Regions from separate parts of the Sus scrofa genome. Here region 1 is linked to region 2. The links are chromatin contacts, called in public Hi-C maps. All regions are on one chromosome and are shown on one strand. The core of a region is the stretch at or near the end of the contact, and the rest is flanking DNA. Distances in the headings are between cores, read along the strand shown. Region 1 holds the start of AK1 (adenylate kinase isoenzyme 1). Region 2 holds the start of TOR2A (prosalusin).

What was found. A called contact is a pair of places that touch in the nucleus more often than the background predicts.
Region 1: a contact with region 2 is called in a Hi-C map of embryonic fibroblasts, with 3 times the contacts expected there. The contact joins the promoter of AK1 here to the promoter of TOR2A in region 2. A contact is called at or near these places in 4 of 5 promoter capture datasets (fetal liver, fetal skeletal muscle, liver and 1 more), 21 of 47 Hi-C or Micro-C datasets (alveolar macrophages, blood, embryonic fibroblasts and 11 more) and 2 of 2 datasets of contacts at active chromatin or transcription factors (alveolar macrophages and skeletal muscle).

Annotation. Positions count from the first base shown.
Region 1 is chr1:268,364,239-268,366,972 of Sscrofa11.1, reverse strand. AK1 (adenylate kinase isoenzyme 1) reads left to right here and starts at 1,314. Exons shown (of 7, transcript XM_003122177.6): 1 at 1,314-1,427.
Region 2 is chr1:268,236,145-268,238,844 of Sscrofa11.1, reverse strand. It overlaps TOR2A (prosalusin), which reads left to right and starts at 1,367. Exons shown (of 6, transcript XM_021069354.1): 1 at 1,367-1,591; 2 at 2,211-2,345; 3 at 2,348-2,475. The coding sequence starts at 1,441.

The DNA.
Region 1 (2,734 bases), core at 65-2,564, 130 kb before region 2:
TGTGATCTAGTGGTCAGGTGCATGAATTTTTTTTTTTTTTTTTTTTTGGTTTTGTTTTTGGCGGTGCTTGCGGCATGCAGAAGTTCCCAGGCCAGACGTTCCATCAGATTCGAGCCACAGCAGTGACAACTCCGAGTCCTCAACCTCTAGGCCATCAGGGAACTCCAAGTGCATGAGTTCGGAAACTGCATGGTCCTAGGCTCTCATCTCTGTCCTGCTACATCACTGAACAGCTACTGCTATGTCCTGGTCTTGTGCAGAATGCTGGGTAAATACATCACCTTCTACCTGGGAACCTCAGGCAAGTTCTTTTACAGCTGTGACCCTCACTTTCCTTCTCGGCGTTTAATGACTAACAGACGTGGTCTGAGTCCAGTGCTCTGCCCAACATCTGGTGCCAGTGAGTCTCAGTAATTGGAGCTATTCTTTTCATCAGGATTATCATTCCCCCATCTGGGTACCCACAGCCTTTTCATGGGGGCAGGGCTGCTTTTTTTTTTTTTTTTTGCTTTTTAGGGCTGCACGGGTGGCATATGGAAGTTCCCAGGCTAGGGGTCAAATCAGAGCTACAGCTAAAGGCATAAGCCACAGCTACAGCAGTAAAGGATCCGAGTCTCATCTGTGACCTACACCCAAGCTCATGGCAACACCAGATCCTTATCCCACTGAGCAAGGCCAGGGATTGAACCTGCATCCTCATGGATACTAGTCGGATTTGTTTCCGCTGCACCACAACGGGAACTCCAGGGCTGGTTTTTATCATCTTCTACACAGTCACCATCTGGGAGATGGATATGTGGGCAATCTCTGGGGTCCTGAGGGGTTTCAGGCCCAGAGGATCGTTTGGGGCCCCTTTCAACAGAGAAGGAGGAGTTCCAGGTGGCTCTTGGCCCCAAAGCCTCTGGGCAGGATCTGAGGAGGGGCTGGGGGACTATCTGGCCAGCACAGTCCCCAGAATCCATGCCTCAGTCACCCTCTGTCTGGTTCTGGCCTCTCTCTGCCACCAACTTGCTGTGGGTGGGATTTTGTGCAAAGAGCCTCAGTCCTCCCCCCACCCCCAGCCACTGTCCCTGGTCCCGGCCCCCTGGAGTGATGTGGACACAGTGGAGGTAATGCAGGAATGAAAAACCCTCTGGAAAAACTGTGAAGGAGCCATGCGCCTGCAGGCACAGCCACCTGGGGGTGCATGGCAGGGGCACCGGTCTGGCCTCCCGCCAGGGCTCCGCTCTGGTCCAGCGCCCCCTCCCTTCCCGGCCCGCTCTCCCGCTCTCCCTCCCTCCGTACCCCCCTCCCTGGCAGCTCGGAACGCTGGCTCCCGGCATGCCGCGCGCTGCTGACAGCCTTATAAATAGTCGCCTTTGCAGGCGGCCCGGCAGGACGGGTAGGGCACGCACTGGCCCCGGAGCCCACTCGCACCCCTCCCCCAGGTCAGTGTGTGCCCGTGTGTGTGCCTGTGCACGTGAAGGGGGGCGCCCCTGCAGGGAGTGGGGGAGCCACACGCACCTGGGGAGGGGGGTCTGCGTGCTTGCGTGTGGCAAGGTATTCTTGGGGTTTGTGTGGCTGTGTGTTGGTATTCTTGGTTGTGATCTGAATGCATCTGCCTGCTTGTATTCTCCAGGCTCTGCTCTGGGTATTTGTGCCACACTGTGTGTGCCTTTGTGGATGGGGGTGTGTGTGTGTGTGTCCCAGCCGCCGTGACAGTCACCCCTTTGTCCCACTGGCACTCCCGGGGCTCCAGGTCCCTGCCCTTGGCACGGCCCAGCTCGGGCGGGCCCGGGGAGGGGGCGCTGTGGCTTGACTCCCTGCCCCAGGACCGGGGCGGGAGCAGACTAGGGGATAGGAGGAGCGATCCCGTCTTGTTTCGAGTGCTGGGGGCACGGAAGGCAAGCCCCCTCATGATTGTGCCTGCCCCTGCCTCCTGAAAGGTCAGGGGCTCTGTGGGAGCTCGGGGGCCCAGCCCACGGGGCCTTTCCTGAGTATTGCTCAGCTACCTACCTAGGACTCTTGAGCAGCAGCAGGACAGAGCCTGGGGGTACAGGCCCAGAGAGGGCATACCAGCTGCCCAAGGTCACACAGCTGAATGATAGAGTTGGGATTTGAACCCTAGCCAATCGCCAACCCCTGGGAAGGTGCTTTTGGTCAGGAGCTGGGAAACTTGGGTCTCGCTCTGGCCTTGCCCTGTGACTGAGGTTAAGTCACTGTCCCTCTGGGCCTCTGTTCCCCAGGCCCCTCAGCAGACCACCTAGTCATGCTAGGAGTTACCTTGGCCCTGACTTGGGGGCCTTATAAGGCCTGGGTGCTGAGCCCGTAACCTAACTCTGTCCCGGACCCCTGGCCTCTGTGTGGACTCCTCACAACCAAGTTATTTTGGGCCAAGAAATGGCAGGTGCCAGCAGGACAGAGGGGCTTAGGTTACCAGGAGCAGGTGGGGCAGGGTAGGTCGAGGCCACTCCTCAGGGTGTCTCTGCAGGCTGTCCCTGGCCTGGGGACCCTCTCCCTCCCCCACCAGCTATGGAGGGACATTGGCCGCTCTGACCCTTTCTTAAGCACACTCAGCAGGAAAGAGGCTATAACTCATACCCCACGGGTGGCAGGACGGTCAGCAAAGCTGCCGAAGGACCTAGGGGTTGCCAGGCCCAGGGCAACAGAAAATGCGGCCCCATGTATGACCCCAGCCAGGCCCTGGAGCAAGTCTCTCCTGCTCTCCAAGCCTTACTTCCTGGGAGTTCCCGTC
Region 2 (2,700 bases), core at 118-2,617:
CAGGCAATACTAAAACCCAGCTCCTGTCCTGGAGGAGCCCACAGGCCAGTAGGGAAGGTAACTAATTCCAAACAGAGAAATCCTGCCCCCCGTCCCCTCCCCCACCCCATTCCCTTCCTCCAGAAGCCATAGCAAAGCTTCTGCACAAAGGTACAGCCAAGGATCCCAGATACTTGAAGTGGAAGGGCTTTTTGAAATCTAAGACTCCAGCTCCCCTAGGGAGATCGAGAACTGGAGGGAGAAGGGACTTGCCCTTGGTTCCAGCCTCAGAATGAGAAAGGCTGGAATCTGGGCATCCTGACCTGGAGTTCTTTCCTTTTCTGCTCCCAAAAGTGGGAACCACTAATTTCTTTTCAGGTTTTGAAACGTGGCCACAGAAATCCTTGCTGCGTGCTGTGTGCGTGCATGCATATGTGTGTGTGCGTGTGCGTGTGTGTGTGTGTACCATTACAGTAGCTCTGAAAGAATAATAAATAAAGGATTATGACCACAAAGGGTAGATGGGGCAGGGAATCTTTGAGGAGAGCCACGAAAGCAGTTGTCTTGATTTCATGGGTTGGGGAGGTAGGCAATGTAGATCCACATGATGCCAGGCCAGACTAGAGGCCTGGGGAGCCTATTGACTGAATTTGAATTGTCCAAGATCCGTTGCCTTTGACCAAGAGAGGATGGGTGACGGTGTGTTAGATCTTTGGCAGCAGCCAGATTTGGGTTCTGTTCTATTGTTCACTAGCCAGGTGGCCTTGGATAAGGGGCTTAACCTCTTGGGTCCCAATTTCCTTCTCAGTAAATGGGGACAATAACAGATCTGATCCCTTTTGCTTGATGTTAAAGCACATAGCAGCTGCTACATAAGGGACAGCCATGTTTCATAATGGATTGTCAATGGTCATCTATTGATTGCTTTGTGAGCCAACACACTTTATGTGCCTGTACCTCCTTGAAATATCACCATTCCTCTGTGTGACAGGTACGGTTATCACAAGATATATAAGGCGCCTCACACTAATGCACATAGTAGGTGTTCACCAAAATCTATCAGCGCTCTTTTATCATATAAAAGAGAAAAAAGAGCACGGAAAGGGCGCTTTGCAAGGTGTAAAGTGCCCCCACAAGTTTTTGCTACAATTGTTACGTCACCCTTTGTGGTCATAATCCTTTATTTATTATTCTTTCGGAGCTACTGTGATGGTCCCCCTAGTTACCGTAGCCATGGAAACGCAGCCGCAGTCCTGGATTGGACGGTTCGCGGGCTCCCCCTGTAGATCATCTTCCGGTCCTGCAGCGGGACGACCAAGGGGCGGGCCTTTGAGAGGGGAGAGAGGGGAGTCGGGAGTTGTAGGCTACAGACGGTGGCTGCCGCAGAGCGATGCACGTCGGGAGTTGTAGTTCTCGAACGAGGCAGTTGGCGGCCTCAGACCCAGCTCCGGCCTCACCCGGATGGCGGCTGCGACGTGCGGCTGCAGCCTCTGGAGTTCGCTCCTCGGGCTGCTTGGGCTGGTCTCGGCCGCGGCCGCCTCCTGGGACCTGACATCGCTGCGCTGCAACTTCGGCACCTTCTGTGAATGTGACTTCCGGCCAGACTTCCAGGGTGAGGAGCCTCGGGAGCCTGAACTGGGGGAGCTGGTAGACCGGGGAGCTCTCGGAACCCAGGGTTGCTCCGGGGCCGGACCTGGAGGAGAGAACGGGGGGCAGGACCCCCAAACTTACGGGCGGCCAAGGCCGGAAGTGGGCCTGACGTTGAGGGACCCTGGGAGCTTAGGGCACGGGGCTTGGGACAAGGGTTTGGGGATGCCTATCTGGGGTCTAGGCACAGTCCTGCCAGGATGGAGAGGGTCTTTTGACAGCTGGGCCTTGGCAGGGGTGGGGGGCGTTTATGCCTCCACACTGGACTGGCTGTCAAGGGAGAAGCCTGCCTTGGAGATGGGCAGGGATTTGGAGGCGATTCTCTTGACAGCTCGCACCCCCTTAGGTCCGAACGCAATCCAGAGGGCCACCTGATGGGGGCGCTGCCGAGCTGAGTCAGGCCTGAGGGTCGCTCCTATGACCAGAGAATCCAAGGGCCACTCTCCCTTTCCGCAGACCGCTCGTAAAACTGTCCCAGAACACGCGGATCCTTAGACCAGGTTCCAGACGTGGTTTGCCTCCTGAACCTCTTCCGTGGTGGGCGTGTGTCCTCAGCTCTGATACTGTCCTTCTTGTGGTCCTAGGTCTGGAGTGTGACCTGGCCCAGCACCTGGCGGGCCAGCACTTGGCCAGGGCGCTGGTGGTGAAGGCACTGAAGGCTTTCGTGCAGGACCCAGCCCCCACCAAGCCGCTGGTCCTCTCTCTGCATGGCTGGACGGGCACGGCAAGTCCTATGTCAGCTCCCTGCTGGCACACTACCTCTTCCGGGGTGGCCTCCGCAGCCCCCATGTGCATCACTTTTCCCCCGTCATCCACTTCCCCCACCCCAGCCACATGGAGCGCTACAAGGTAGGCTGGTGGCGTCCTAGACCATTGTCCTGTGGGGTGCCAGACCCAAGGGAGGGAGACCTGAGCCCAGAGAGGGGAATCCCTTACTCGCTCCAGGCCACACAGCCAGGTGAAGCCTCAGCTCTCAGGACCCATCCTGAACAGAGCTTGGGATGGTGCCATCTGGCAGGGAGTTCTCGGTTTAATTCCTGGGGAGCAGTCATGGCACCTACCTGCTAGGGTTGT